Linked DNA regions of Mus musculus: region 1 is linked to region 2. Evidence: chromatin contacts called from public Hi-C data. All regions are on one chromosome and are shown on one strand. The core of a region is the stretch at or near the end of the contact, and the rest is flanking DNA. Distances in the headings are between cores, read along the strand shown. Region 1 holds the start of Scpep1 (serine carboxypeptidase 1). Region 2 holds the start of Gm38534 (a long non-coding RNA gene).

The links. Hi-C and Micro-C count contacts between places; a contact is called where the count stands out from the background.
Region 1: a contact with region 2 is called in a Hi-C map of pro-B cells, with 4 times the contacts expected there. The contact joins the promoter of Scpep1 here to the enhancer-like site in region 2. A contact is called at or near these places in 2 of 39 promoter capture datasets (cranial neural crest and maxillary cranial neural crest), 2 of 484 Hi-C or Micro-C datasets (the N1E-115 cell line and pro-B cells), 4 of 115 datasets of contacts at active chromatin or transcription factors (bone marrow-derived dendritic cells, embryonic basal ganglia, large pre-B cells and 1 more) and 2 of 9 other capture datasets (adipose tissue and liver).

The regions. Positions count from the first base shown.
Region 1 is chr11:88,951,587-88,958,715 of GRCm38.p6, forward strand. Scpep1 (serine carboxypeptidase 1) reads right to left here and starts at 3,856. Exons shown (of 13, transcript NM_029023.3): 1 at 3,708-3,856; 2 at 820-968. The coding sequence starts at 3,783.
Region 2 is chr11:88,230,013-88,236,156 of GRCm38.p6, forward strand. It overlaps Gm38534 (a long non-coding RNA gene), which reads left to right and starts at 946. Exons shown (of 4, transcript XR_001780289.2): 1 at 946-1,056. Within about 2 kb of position 4,324, at least 237 of the 459 cell types and tissues checked have an H3K27ac peak or open chromatin away from gene starts, as enhancers often do. A contact at or near this core is called in the N1E-115 cell line, adipose tissue, liver and 2 more, where this site is marked.

The DNA of each region.
Region 1 (7,129 bases), core at 2,606-5,105, 720 kb after region 2:
AGGAGGATTGGGGTACCTCAGCCTTGGCTCAGAACTTTTCAAACACTTTCTTTTTGTAAGAAGCCAACTGTATCACAGACAGCTTTCAGTGAGGGGCCTTGAAACTGTCAGGACTCCATATAAAGAGTCTGGAAGGTAAGGAATGAGCTGAGCACTATTCTAGCACTTGGGAGGCTGAGGCAGGATTGTGATGAGTTCAAGGCCATTGTGGGCTACATAACAAGATCCTATCTCCAGGGGTCCAGGGGTAGGAGAGATGATGGCTCAGTAGTCAAGAGCACTGACTGCTCTTCCGAAGGCCCTGAGTTCGAATCCCAGCTCACAACCATCTGTAATGAGATCTGAATCCCTCTTCTGGAATGTTTGAAGACAACTACAGTGTACTTAAATATAATAAATAAATCTTTAAAAAAAAAAAAAAAAAAAGACCCAGCCAGGCGGTGGTGGCACACGCCTTTAATCCCAGCACTTTGGAGGCAGAGGCAGACGGATTTCTGAATTTGAGGCCAGCCTGGTCTACAAAGTGAGTTCCAGGACAGCCAGGGCTATACAGAGAAACCGTCTCTCGAAAAACCAAAAAAAAAAAAAAAAAAAAAAAAAAAAAAAACCCTAGCTCCAAAAATGAATGAAAGAAATTAAGACCAGAAAATAGGGCTTCCTTTGCTACCCTCTTGCTTTAGGCTGTCTCAGAAGCATGTGACCGCCCCCAGGACCAGAAGGACCAAAATGAGTCAGTCATTGCTAAGCTGGAAACTAAGAACCAAACAATGAGGTTAAAAGGAGACCTGACCTGGAGGCCAGGCGAAGACTTTACTGTACCTGAAGCCACATGACCAGGGGCAGCTCTGAAAAGTTCTTGCAAGGGTTGGTGGCATAATAGAGCCACCAGAACATGTGGGCATCCTTTCGGACAGTCACATAATCCCATACTTCCTTGCCTTCGGGTTCCCGCCAGTCGATGGCAGATCCTGAAACGGAAGGTCAGTGTTACTCCCTGAGGCATTCCAAGGTGGGAAAGATGAGGTGGAGAACTCATGGGGGACAACACGTGGGGAGGTTGGAGATGGCCACTCAGGCCATTCAGACAGTGCTTGATGCTTTAGGTAATCCATCTACCTCAGTATATTGTGCTCATAAGGAAAAGAAAGATATACACACAAAGAGAAGTCAGTAGGGCGTGTTTGTGCACCTCTCTAATCCCAGAACTTAAGAAGCAGAGGCAAATGGATATCTGTGAGTTCAGTGGGGCCAGTTCGGTCTATGAAGTGAGTTATAGGTCTGCCAGGGCTATATAGAGAGACCCTATATCAAAACCACACAACTAGGGGCTGGTGAGATGGCTCAGCAGGTAAGACTGCTCTTCCAAAGGTCCTGAGTTCAAATCCCAACCACATGGTGGCTCACAACCATCCATAACGAGATCTGACTACCTCTTCTGGTGTGTCTGAAGACAGCTACAGTGTACTTACATATAAAAAATAAATAAATAAAACCACACAACTAACACACACACACATCACAACACAACACAACACAACACAGTAAGACCAGCAGTAAAAGAAAATGGCTGAGAGCAAAGCTCAGGTGTGGAATCTGGCCTGACTTGTGCCAAGCCCTGGGTTCAAGTCCCAGCCAAAGTGTGTGGATGGCATGGGGAGTGGGGTGGGTGAGCGTGGGACTAGGGAGTGAGGATCAGGAGTCCACGTCCAGCCTCAGCACACAGTGAGTTTCAGGCCAGCTGGGGGGACAAGAAACCCTATCTTAAAAAAAAAATACTTATGGAAAAAAAAAATAGAAGGAGAAAGAAGATTAAGAAAACCAAAGAGTGAAACTGAGAAAACAGGTCAGACAATAGAGTGTTCACCTCGGAGGCATACAGGCCATAGCTCCATCTCTAGCTGTGTTTGTGCTCAATATCCCAGGGCTGGAGGCAGGGGAATTCTGGGGCTTTCTGGTCAGCCAGTCTGGCCTACTTGGTGTTGCAGACCAGAGAAAATTATTGTCTTTCAAAAAAGAAGGTAGATAATTCCTGAGGGTCAACACATGGGGTTCTCTTCTGACCTCCATATCTATACACACACACACACACATGCACACATGTACGCAATGTCAGGGTGGGGATGCATCTAAGGAAAAACAGGCTGAAAAATTACGGGTGTGGCTGTATCTATAAAATAACATGAAATTAGAGTTCCCTTGGAAATGACTGATAAGGCTCAAGTCCCTCATAATGTAAACCCTGGTGTTTTTCTCCCTTCCCTGGTACAAACTCCTGTTAAAACATAAGGGGTGGGGCTGAAGAGGTGGCTCAGTGGTTAAGCGCACTGACTGCTCTTCCAGAGGTCCTGAGTTCAAGTCCCAAGTGCTGAAAGTGATGGCTCACAACCATCTGTAATGAGATCTGACACCCTCTTCTGGCGTGTCTAAAGACAGCTACAGTGTACTTACATATAATAATAAATAAATCTTTGGGATGGGGTGAACAGGGCTGGATGGAGCGAGCAGAGGTCCTGAGTTCAATTCCCAACAACCACACGATGGCTCACAACTATCTGCACAGCTACAGTGTACTCATATACATAAAATAAATAAATCTTTGAAAAAAAAAAAAAGACTGAAAATCAGGGGTGGTGAGATGACTCAGGAGATAAAAGACAGTGGCCACCAAGCCTGGCACCCTTAGTTCAGTCACAGGGAGCTACATCATAGAAAAACTGACTTCTCCGTGTTGTCCTCTGACTACACACACACACACACACCCTTTGACACTCACAAAACAAATTAAAAAAGAAAGAAAGAAAGAAAGAAATTAAATTAAAAGGCTGGAAAGATGGCTCAGCTGGTAAGATCACTTTCTCACTGTCTTGCTCTTCCAGAGGACCTGGGTTTAATTCCCAGAATTCACATGGCAGCTCACAACTTCTGTACCTTCGCTTTCCTGAGATCCAAAGCCCTCTTCTGACTTCTCAGAGCACCAGGCATACAAGTAGTACACAGACAGACATGGAGGCAAGACAAAATATATTTTTTTCCTTTAATAAAGTGAGAGTTAATCCAGACACTTGGTAGGTAAGAGTCCGAGGCCAGCCTAGTCTATGGAGAGAGTTCCAGGACAGCCAAGGCTACACAGAAAAAAACCTGTCTGGAAAAACAAACAAAAAGAAAAAAAGGAAAAAAACGAGAAGAAAAGAAAGAAAGAAAATGTGCCAATTTGCAAGTCATTCCACAAAACAAAATTCTTTTTTGCCCAAAAATAGGCCAGAGCAGTCAGCTGATATTTTGTCTCTTCTAAACCAGCAGAGGTGGCAGGCTTTGTTTCAAAGCAAGGATTTGTAGAGGTCTCTTTGGCCTCCAATCTCAGCTCAATCAAATGACCCTAAAACGTCACTAGGCAGCTAACCACAGGAGAAAGGGGAGGTGGCCTTTAGACCGTGAAGTCTCACTCATCAGCAATTTCCTGAAACCATACGTTTCTGTACAAACACTTCCATCTCCAGGAATCACCCTGCATCAGGAAGGGGCAGGAAAAGGCACTTTGAATTAAGACACAAATAAAAATTAAGAGGTTCAGAAACAATATAAATTTCTCAAGGGAAGAAGCGGGAGAAAGAAATGTGTTTTAAAAAAAAGAAAAAGAAAAACGCGAACGCATCAACAAATTCGAGAAGGAGGCACCCACCGTTGGTGCGTCTTTCTCACGAACCTACCCGCGCTGAAGCCCAGTAAGAACGATAGGAGCAGCAGCCACAGTCGCACGAGACAGATCCGCCGCGAGAGCTCCATGATGAAAACCCCGCCGCAACATCAGCAACAGGCAGGAGCCAAAGGCCATCGCGTGACGGCTTGCGCGGGGACTGGGCGGAGTCAGGGGCGGAGCCTAAGTGGGCCCTGACACTCCTAAGGATTCCGCGCTCCCTCTGCCGGTCGGACCCACCCAGGACCTCCTACAAAGGGCTCTCGAGGGAGGTGCTACAAAGGAGGCAGTTAATATGTCATCTGACCTTGGTTACTAAGTAGGGAAGAATTGAGAAAACTACAACTGGATAACCACCATCCCCTCAGCCCGGCCCGTGTTTGTCTTCTCCGACAAAAGGCTTATGTTTTATCTTTTAAGACTTGTTTTTATTATTTTATGTGCATATGTGTGTATGAATGTATATGCCACATGTGTGGGTTTATGCAGAAGGAGTGGGTTTCTCTGGAGCTAGGGTTACAGGGCTTTTTGAGTGGCCGGTGCAGATGCTGGGAACTGAATTTGAGTCCTCTGGAAAACCAACAAGTGCTCTTAAATTACTGAGCCATCTCCATAGTCTCAGGCCTAGAATTTTAAAAAATTGCATCTGAAAAGATGAAGTCAGATTAAAGCACGAACCAGCAGGTCTTTTAAGACTAGAGCTGGGCAGTGGTGGCGCACACCTTTAATTTCAGCTCTTGGGAGGCAAAGTCAGGTGGATTTCTGAGTTCCAAGCCAGCCTGGTTTACAGAGTGAGTTCAAGGACAGCCAGGGCTACACAGAGAAACCCTGTCTCAAAAAAAAAAAAAAAAAAAAAAAAAAAAAAAAACAGAAAGAAAGAAAGAAAAAGAGAGAGAGAGAGAGAGAGAGAGAGAGAGAGAGAGAGAAAGAAAGAAAGAAAGAAAGAAAGAAAAGAAGAGAGAAAGAAAGAGTCTAGATTCTATTTTCAGAAACCCATTACTTTGAAGTGGTGGCTCAGGGGTTAAGGGCATTGTTGCTCTTCCAAAGGACCCAAGTTTGGTTCCCAAGACCCACATGGTGGCGTACAGATTCAGAACTCCACATCTCATGATCCAGGGGATCTGGCACTTCCTCAAGCATACATATGATGCATATATAAGCCTGCAGGCAAAACGCTCACATAGATAAAGTGAATCGAAAATATTATTATCAAATCACATGTGTCATTAATATACTAGTAATTCATAAAAAATTACTATATAGATCCTATAACTTTTGGTTATGTATTTTAAACACAGCAAAAAAAAAGTGGACTTTTTCTCTCTTGATAGCATGGTCAACATCACTGTGTGTGATATACTATCTTCAAAGCAGTTATTTAAAAGAAGGTATCAAGGGCTTGTGGAGAGGAATTTGAAGAAAACATGGACTGCAGAGGTGTGTGTGTATGATATGTCTGTCTGAAGATAAATTTTTATTTTACGGAATATTTTAGGGGTACTGAGTCACCTCACAGAGCCAAGCAACAGCAAGAGCTACCTGGAAGTGACTTTTGTCTCTGCAAACTTTGTTTTAAGATAACAAACTCACAAAAGAAAGCAAGAACAAAGAATGTGTCCCTGACTCAGGTTTTTATCCTCCCCCATGCCTCCTATGCATCAGCAGAAATGTTTTTCTTTGCAACCTGTAGATTTTATAGCTTCTAGAAAGTGTAGTGCGTATCCTGTGTCCTACGTTGCCACTGAGGGCAGGGCTGCAGAGAAGTGGGAGTCTGCTGTCTACTTTTCTCCTGCTCCAACATGAGTGGGGCCAAATGCCTGAAAAATCTAGCCTTTTTTTTGGTTTTGTTTTTGTTTTTTGTTTTTTGTTTTTTTTTTCAAGACTGGGTTTCTCTATATAGCCCTGGCTGTCCTGGAACTCACTCTGTAGACCAGGCTGGCCTCGAACTCAGAAATCCGCCTGCCTCTGCCTGCCGAGTGCTGGGATTAAAGGCATGCGCCACCACGCCCAGCTTTCCATGTTCTTTATGATCAGAGCCAAACACACTTAACCACCAGAGGCTGTACTATGTGCCTTGTTCTCAGAAGCCTGCAGCTAAAGAATTTCCATGAGGTTTTTCTCTAACCTGGGCTGCAGAGCAAGACCTCCATCTCAAGAGAAAGAATGAATACATGAATAGATAAAAATAAAGTATTGTAGTTTGATATTAGTGGTAGACTATGAGCCACAGAGTGTTTTGCAGCAAAAAAGTTCAAATTTTCTATGTTTGGATTTTTTCATAATAAAATATAGAAAAGATTAGCTTTTTTGTTTGTTTGTTTATTTGGGGTTCTTTTTGTTTTTTTTGTTTTTTGTTTTTTGTTTTTTTTTTTTTTGGTTGGTTGGTTGGTTGGTTGTTTTTTTGAGACAGGGTTTCTCTGTATAGCCCTGGCTGTCCTGGAACTCACTTTGTAGACCAGGCTGGACTCGAACTCAGAAATCCGCCTGCCTCTGCCTCCCAGGTGCTGGGATTAAAGGCGTGTGCCAACACGCCTGGCATTGGACCTTAGAATTGGCAGGAAGAACATCTTCCAGCCACTGAGATGTCAGCCATTCCTGCTTGGACACTAGGGTTCTCTGGAGTGTTTCCCCTCAAAGTCACTGGGTTTCTTGCTCCTGTCCCTTTGTGCTTAGAAGGGAAGCCATTGTGGGGTATTTTTTTGGAAAGATATAGCTAATTTGTATCCATCTGGTTTTCTTTAGATTCAGTGCTGTCCTGGGGACCTTACCTGTATAGTATGGTAAGTAGCCTGGGTCCTGCCCTCTGCAGTCTCCCTGGGAAACAGCCCTGCTGACTTCTCAGGTCTCCAGAGAGAGTGTATTACTTACTATTGCTGTGAGCTGACAGCCACTGAAGGGCAGAAGGATTTGTTTTGGTTTATAGTTTGAGAGGGTGTGGTCTGTAGCAGCAGAGATGGGAGGCTGCTTGCTTGTGTCTGGGTGGAGCGGGGAGCAGAGAGAGGAATGATGGCCCTCACTGGGCATTCCTTTCCCCTTTCTCTTCAGTCTGAGACCCTGGTCGATGGTTGTCCATAGGCACACCCAGAGTCAGGCCTCTCTGATGCCCCAGGGATTTCTTTTGAAAAATTGTGTGTTGTTTGTGTGGTGGTGGCGGTGGTGGTGGTGGTGGCTGCGAATCAAATCCTCACACATGCAAAGCAAGCACTGCCAGCTGAGCTTATGTCATTATAGATGGTTGTGAGCCACCATGTGGTTGCTGGGATTTGAACCTTGGACCTTTGGAAGAGCAGTCAGTGCTCTTAACCGCTGAGCCATCTCTCCAGCCCCCACTAAATCACTTTCTATCATAACTGCCATCTTTCAACCTAGAAACATCTTTTTAGATCTTAAAACATTGTCTTATGTCCTAAACAACTTAAGCTTAACTGTGAGACT
Region 2 (6,144 bases), core at 3,074-5,573:
ACCTTGAAATATAAAGATGTGATATTATCTGCTATCTACTGTATGTATTACAGCCAATGCTGGACACCTAAAATGTCAGTGTTCAGGCAGCAGAGTCACTGTAAATCTAAGACCAGCTTGGATTACTGGGCCATCAGGAGACACTGTCTCAAAAACAAAGCAAGTAGCATGTAGTAAGTCACCAAACATCCTGATTCAGGTATAGAAGTAGGCAGTTAGGCCAGGGAGTACAGAAGACCGTCTAGAGAAACAGCCTCGGGTGGATGGATGTTAACTATATGACTGTATGACAGAATAATGTTGCACATTACTGAGGTAAGGGTGGGTTATTGGGTAAGGACTGCTGGGACTCCGCTGGGGATTTCAGGGAAGGTTTAAGCTTGGCTTTCCAGCTAGTACCATAATTCAACAAATTACAAGTGGATTAAAGATGTAAAAATATAATTACACAGCTGGAATACAAATAAATAAAATAATTGAATAAAAATGCCAAAATAAAATAAAACAAAATTACAACTACAGAAGTACTAGCCATGGTTTGTTGGTATTTTCCACATTACAGAGTTTTTGTCGTTGTTGTTCACTTCTTATTTATATAACCTGCTCTCCAGAACTGTCCGTCTACGGTCTTCTGGGTCTCATGTCAAGCTCAGAAAGACTTCTAGTTCTTTTGTAACTCGGAGTTAGAAAGACGGCTCAGTGGCTAAGAACACCATCTGCTCACTGGTTAAGAACGCGGGCTTTTGATTCTCAGCACACACATGACCGTTCACAATTGTCTGTAACTCAAGTTTCAGGGGGTTCTGATGTCCTCTTCTGGCTGCCACAGACACTGAATGCATGTGGCACACAGACATCCATGCAGGCAAACACCCAAACACATAAAATAAAATCACACAAAAAGGTGGATAACACGCGATGCTGGCAGGGGAAGATACCCAGAGGCCTGCCGTGAGTATGTCGTAAAGAGATGGGAGAGAAAGAGAAGCGGAAGGGTTTGAGTGTTTTGAAGAGAGGTGGAACTGGAGACTCCAGCGTGGAGAGGAACAGCATGATGTGAGTACCCGCCCCTTCCACCTGAGGCCACCGTGAAGTCCCAGCCCATGAGGGCCATGTCTGGGTCCATAGCCATGCACAAGCAGAGCTCTGTTGATGTCTGTGGCATCCCTGGTCAGGGCTGAGGCCTGAGACGATGTTACTGTCCAAGGGCTGTGCAGAGCTTGGTCCAGCCTCTCACTGGCTGTGGCATTCTGGAGAGCTGCCCCCACCCCTGGGAGAGTGGCCCCTGCTTCTTCCCTGGGCAGCACAGTAGAGCTGGCCCTGATGGCATGAACGTGGGACAGCTGGCCCTGCCACTCATCTGCTGTGCAGTGGCTCAGGCACAGGAGAGAGGCCACACTCTCCTCCTTGGTCACTTGCAGCAGGCAGAAGAGCTGGTCCCTGAGTCATGTGAGCTGGACAGCTGTCCCCAACCCCTCACCAGCTGTAGTGCTTGGGAGAACAGGCTCCCTGCTCTGCCACTTGACTGGACAGCAGAGTAGGGGGTGACTCTGGTGGCCTGGGTACAGGTGAGCTGGCCCCCGAGGGTATGAAAGCCAGAGAGCTGGCCCTGCTCCTTGCCAGATGCTGGCATTGGGTGAGCTGGCTGGGGCAGTGCTAGGGAGCTTGCGCTGGGGATGTGGACTGGGGAAGAGTTGGCAGTCTGGCCAACTCAGCTACCGCTCAGCCCAGATCCAGGCTTTGAGTTGGCTCACCCCAACATCCACCATGTATGAACTGCTAGAGCTTGTGAAGGGACCAGTCCTGCAGATTTAAAGCTGCAGGAGCTCCATGATACAGGGCAACAACAGGTTATCTGAGAGGAGTCCTGGGGAGAATCCCAGTATTGAGGGTGTAGCAGAAGCCAGAGGCCTCGAACCAGACCAGTGACTCGTTGTAATGAACATCTGCAAGTAAAGCTGTGTGGACAAAAGGGTAGACTGTGGGACACACTGCAGCTTCCACCATGAGATATATATTTTTTATCTTTGCTTTGTCTTGTTATTTCATGCGGAGGTCGCAAGGGCGGTGGGTAGATGGGAAGGGATGGGGAGATGAGTGGATTGGGGTGCATGAGTGTGGCACCCACAAAAAATCAATACAAAGCTCGGATAGAAGGGTGAACAGCTATCGTGTGCACAGAGCTGCTACGATCTAGTAGGAGAAGAGAAAAGCACTAATGACTGCGTCCCGGAAGTGTAAGTCACAGAAGAAATGGAACTGGGCTGTGACGGCACACGCCTTCAATCCCAGCAGATGAAACAGAGGAACCAGAAGCAGCTGAATCTCTGAGTTCAAGACCAGCCTGGTCTACAGAAGTGAGTTCCAGGACAGCCAGGGCTTCACAGAGAAATCCTGTCTCGAAAAACCAAACTCTAAAACATGCGAGCTCATGTGTGTGTGTGTGTGTGTGTGTGTGTGTGTGTGTCTGCATGAGTGTTTTACCTACAAGAATATGTGTGCACCACATGAATATCTGGTATCTGAAGGCATTTGATCCCCTGGGACTGGAGTGACAGAGGCCATGAGCTGCTGTGTAGGTGCTGGAAACAGAACCCGGGTTCTCTCTGCTAGAGGGCCAACTTCTCCTAACCCCTGAGTCACCTCTCCAGTCTCCTCCTTTCTGCATTTTTTAAATCTTAAATGTAATTAGGTTCTTTCTCCCTCCATTCTTCTCCCTCCTACCCTTCCACATCTGACCAATCTCGGCAAATCCACGGCCTCCTCTTCTTTAGCTAATGATGTTAAATATAAATGAGTAAACGCATAGCTATAATCCACTGGATCTATACAGTGTTGTCTGCATGTATATGTTCCTAGAGCTGATCGCTGGGTATTAGATAATTGATCCCAGGGTTCATTCCTGGGGAAAACTAATTCTCCCTCTCTCAAAGTTGTTAATTGCTTGTAGCATCTAGGGGTATGGCCCCGTGAGAGTTCCCCCATCTACCCATGGGCTGTCAACTGTTGGAATCCTTTAGACCATCTTTAGGCAGCCATGTTGCTGAGATCTCAGGGGCATAGCTTTTCTGACATAGCTAGAAGGCACAGTCTCACAGCAGACGTCCTGAGTCTACAGCTCTTACATCCTTTTCAACTCCTCTTCTGCGATATCCCCTGAGCCTTGGATGCAGAATCTGTGCTGGTGTAAATGTCAGTCATGCTGGCCATGTTTGCATAGGTCTGGGGCATTCTCAAAGAAAAATGACTCTCCCTTGCCCAACAGCAGTTAGCAATCAATAAATAGGTCCTCTGTGCCCAGTGCAGCCCCTTCTAGATCCAGGCTGGAATGTAACTGGTTTGACCTTGTGCTGCTGTGAGTTCACGTGAACAACAACCAGGCTTCTCAGCACCTCTCCCTCCCTCCAGGTCTTACATTCTTCCCACCCCTTCTTCCTTGCTTCCCAAGCTTGGTGGAGGTAGAGTGACTTTTTTTTTTTTTTTTAAAACAGGGTGTGAGAACAAACACCCATAGAACATTCTAGATGGAGGGCTTTGGGACTCTACAGTGTAGGCCCAGTTACTTCAGAGGCTGTTGGCAACAGCTTTCTCCCGTGCCTCCCAAGCTCTGTAGGCAAGACCAGACACATCCAAGAAACACTGTTTTCGCCCAAAGACTCCCCACACTTCCTCACTACCTTGCAGATCAGCCCCCCAGGGCGTTCCCCTGGGCCAGCCTTCACTCGGGCCCATCTCCTCTCACCACAGGCCTCTCCACAAACCCACTCAGATATGCACTAATGCCATTATCTTCCCGAAATTAAAATCAAGCCTCAACCTATAATGTTTCACGGAGAGGGAATTGGGGTTATATATTCCTGCGTTGAGCCGTATTCTATTTCAGTCATAGCATTTAATTATGATTGGTATGTTAGTGCCCACCGGAGCATAACAAATTGTCATTATGTTATTCTGCTGAGTCTAATTTAATTGGCAAGTTGTCACAAAAGCAATTATCCATCATTTATTTTGTTGCCACAACCACATCTCGAAGAGCACCTGCTGTCTGCAAGGAGAGATGTGCCACAGTCTCTCAGCCCTGGATCCAGGCCACTTATCTGACACAAAGACATCGCTTCCCCTCTGATTTAAAAATATGTTCTTCATTTCCTGCTGCGGTCTCATGCATCCTCTGGGGTGGGGGTGGGAGGAAGCCTCAAAGTGCCAAAGGAAATTCACGGGCTGTGAAGTCGCCTGAGGCCTCACAGGGAGGCAGGAGGCCTGTGGGATGCTGTCAGGGTGTGTGTGGAGGGCAGGGAAAGGGAGCTGTCCGGGGTCTGACTGGCTCTGTTTAGGCAGCCACTTGAGGGGTGATTTATAATATTGGCTCTTCTGTCTTCCTTTGACATACCCCGTACTCACTCCCTAGGGAACGGGGACTGTTTTGGGCATTTCCCAGAGGGAAAACTTGAACCCCTAGAACCAAAGGCCCCAAGTCACAAGGGACGTTTGAGGTTAGTACCAAGAACTGGTAAAGATTTCTGAATTCCAGAATTCTCCTGATCGGATGCTCACTAGCAGAGCCTGGTGGTTAACAGACATGCCCGAGTCCCAGACTGTTCAGGGACGGTCTTCTGTCCACAGAGCTCAGTTTCATACGCCCTATTTTATCATGTCAAGCTGAGGCAGAGTAGAAACCAAAGGAAGGAAGGGAGGAAAGGAGGAAGGGAGGGAGGGAGGGAGGGAGGGAGGAAAGAAGGAAGGAAGGAAGGAAGTAAGGAAGGAAGGAAGGAAGGAAGAAAAAAGGCCAAGGGCAGGTCATTAGATGTCATTCATGATAGAGCCTGGCACAGTGATGCCCAGTCTCCCCGAAGCCTTTGCTTGCAGACCTTTTAAGAGCCTGTTACCCCCACTCCCACAGACCCACCTGTCCACTGTTTTGAGCAGTGTCTCCCAACATCTGCACTGCGAGGCTCCTGAGAGACAGACAGGGGAGCCAAGTTGTCACGGGGATGTTTCGTTTTCCCTGAAACTGAGAAGCCCTCAGGGAGGGTAAAGCCTTGGGTTGGTTTGTTCTCTATAGATTAGAAGCAGGTGGAAAGAAATTAGCCATCTTATCCTCACTTCTGGAATGTTCTTATTAGCCCAGTCAACAAGGGACTCATTAAAAACAAAAGCCCCAAACAAACAAGAAACCCAAACTCCAACTAAAACAGAGAGAAACAAAAAAGAAAGCTAAAACTGCTAAGGAAAGGAAGGAAAAAAAATAAAGTCAGGTCTTTAAATAAACCAGCTCCTCCCCCTGGGTCAGACCAGCTCCTCCCCCTGGGTCAGACCAGCTCCTCCCTCTGGGTCAGACCAGCTCCTCCCCCTGGGTCAGACCAGCTCCTCCCCCTGGGTCAGACCAGCTCCTCCCCCTGGGTCAGACCAGCTCCTCCCCCTGGGTCAGACCAGCTCCTCCCCCTGGGTCAGACCAGCTCCTCCCCCTGGGTCAGTCACAGCAATTCCCAGGCTCACTATTTAGGAGCACTGGAAAGTTACAGCTTCCTCAACACAGGCAGACTGGACCGTCTCTTGCGATTCTTAAAAAAAAAAAAAAAAAAAAAAGCTCTCGATGCAGTCCCTGATAAAATTAACTAGGGGTGTGTCAGGTTGCTCCCTCTTGCATCAGTATTGTCCCTAAGGAACCTTCCTTGTGACCACGAAGTCCGTCCTGCCCCACCAGCATGGTGACCCGGACCTTTGCTCTTTGAGGGACGCCGGACGCCTCCCTCAAGTCTGAGGGGTTAGAACTTTAGAGTTTCTATGGAGCAGGGACAAGTTCAGGGCTCAGGGACGGGCTGTGCATGAGGCTCTCTGATCCACCCCCTAACCCGCATGGGCCCGAGCTCGTCAGAAAGTGAGACGCCAGCTTGCATGAATCACGAATGAGCTCACGGGCTCAGACTCTGAAAAGTAAGCTGGCTAAGTGGGTGAAGGACCATAAAAACACCTCGCATCATTCTTGACCCGGGAATCCCACTCGCATAAGCAAATTGCTTGGAACACAGAAGGAAGCCTTGTCCTCTGGCTTTATTTATATAGCGAGAGCAGAGGCTGTGAAGAACAAAGGCGCTTGGAGCACCAGGCTGTCAGTACAGGCTAATGCTAGACTTTCTTTTGTTT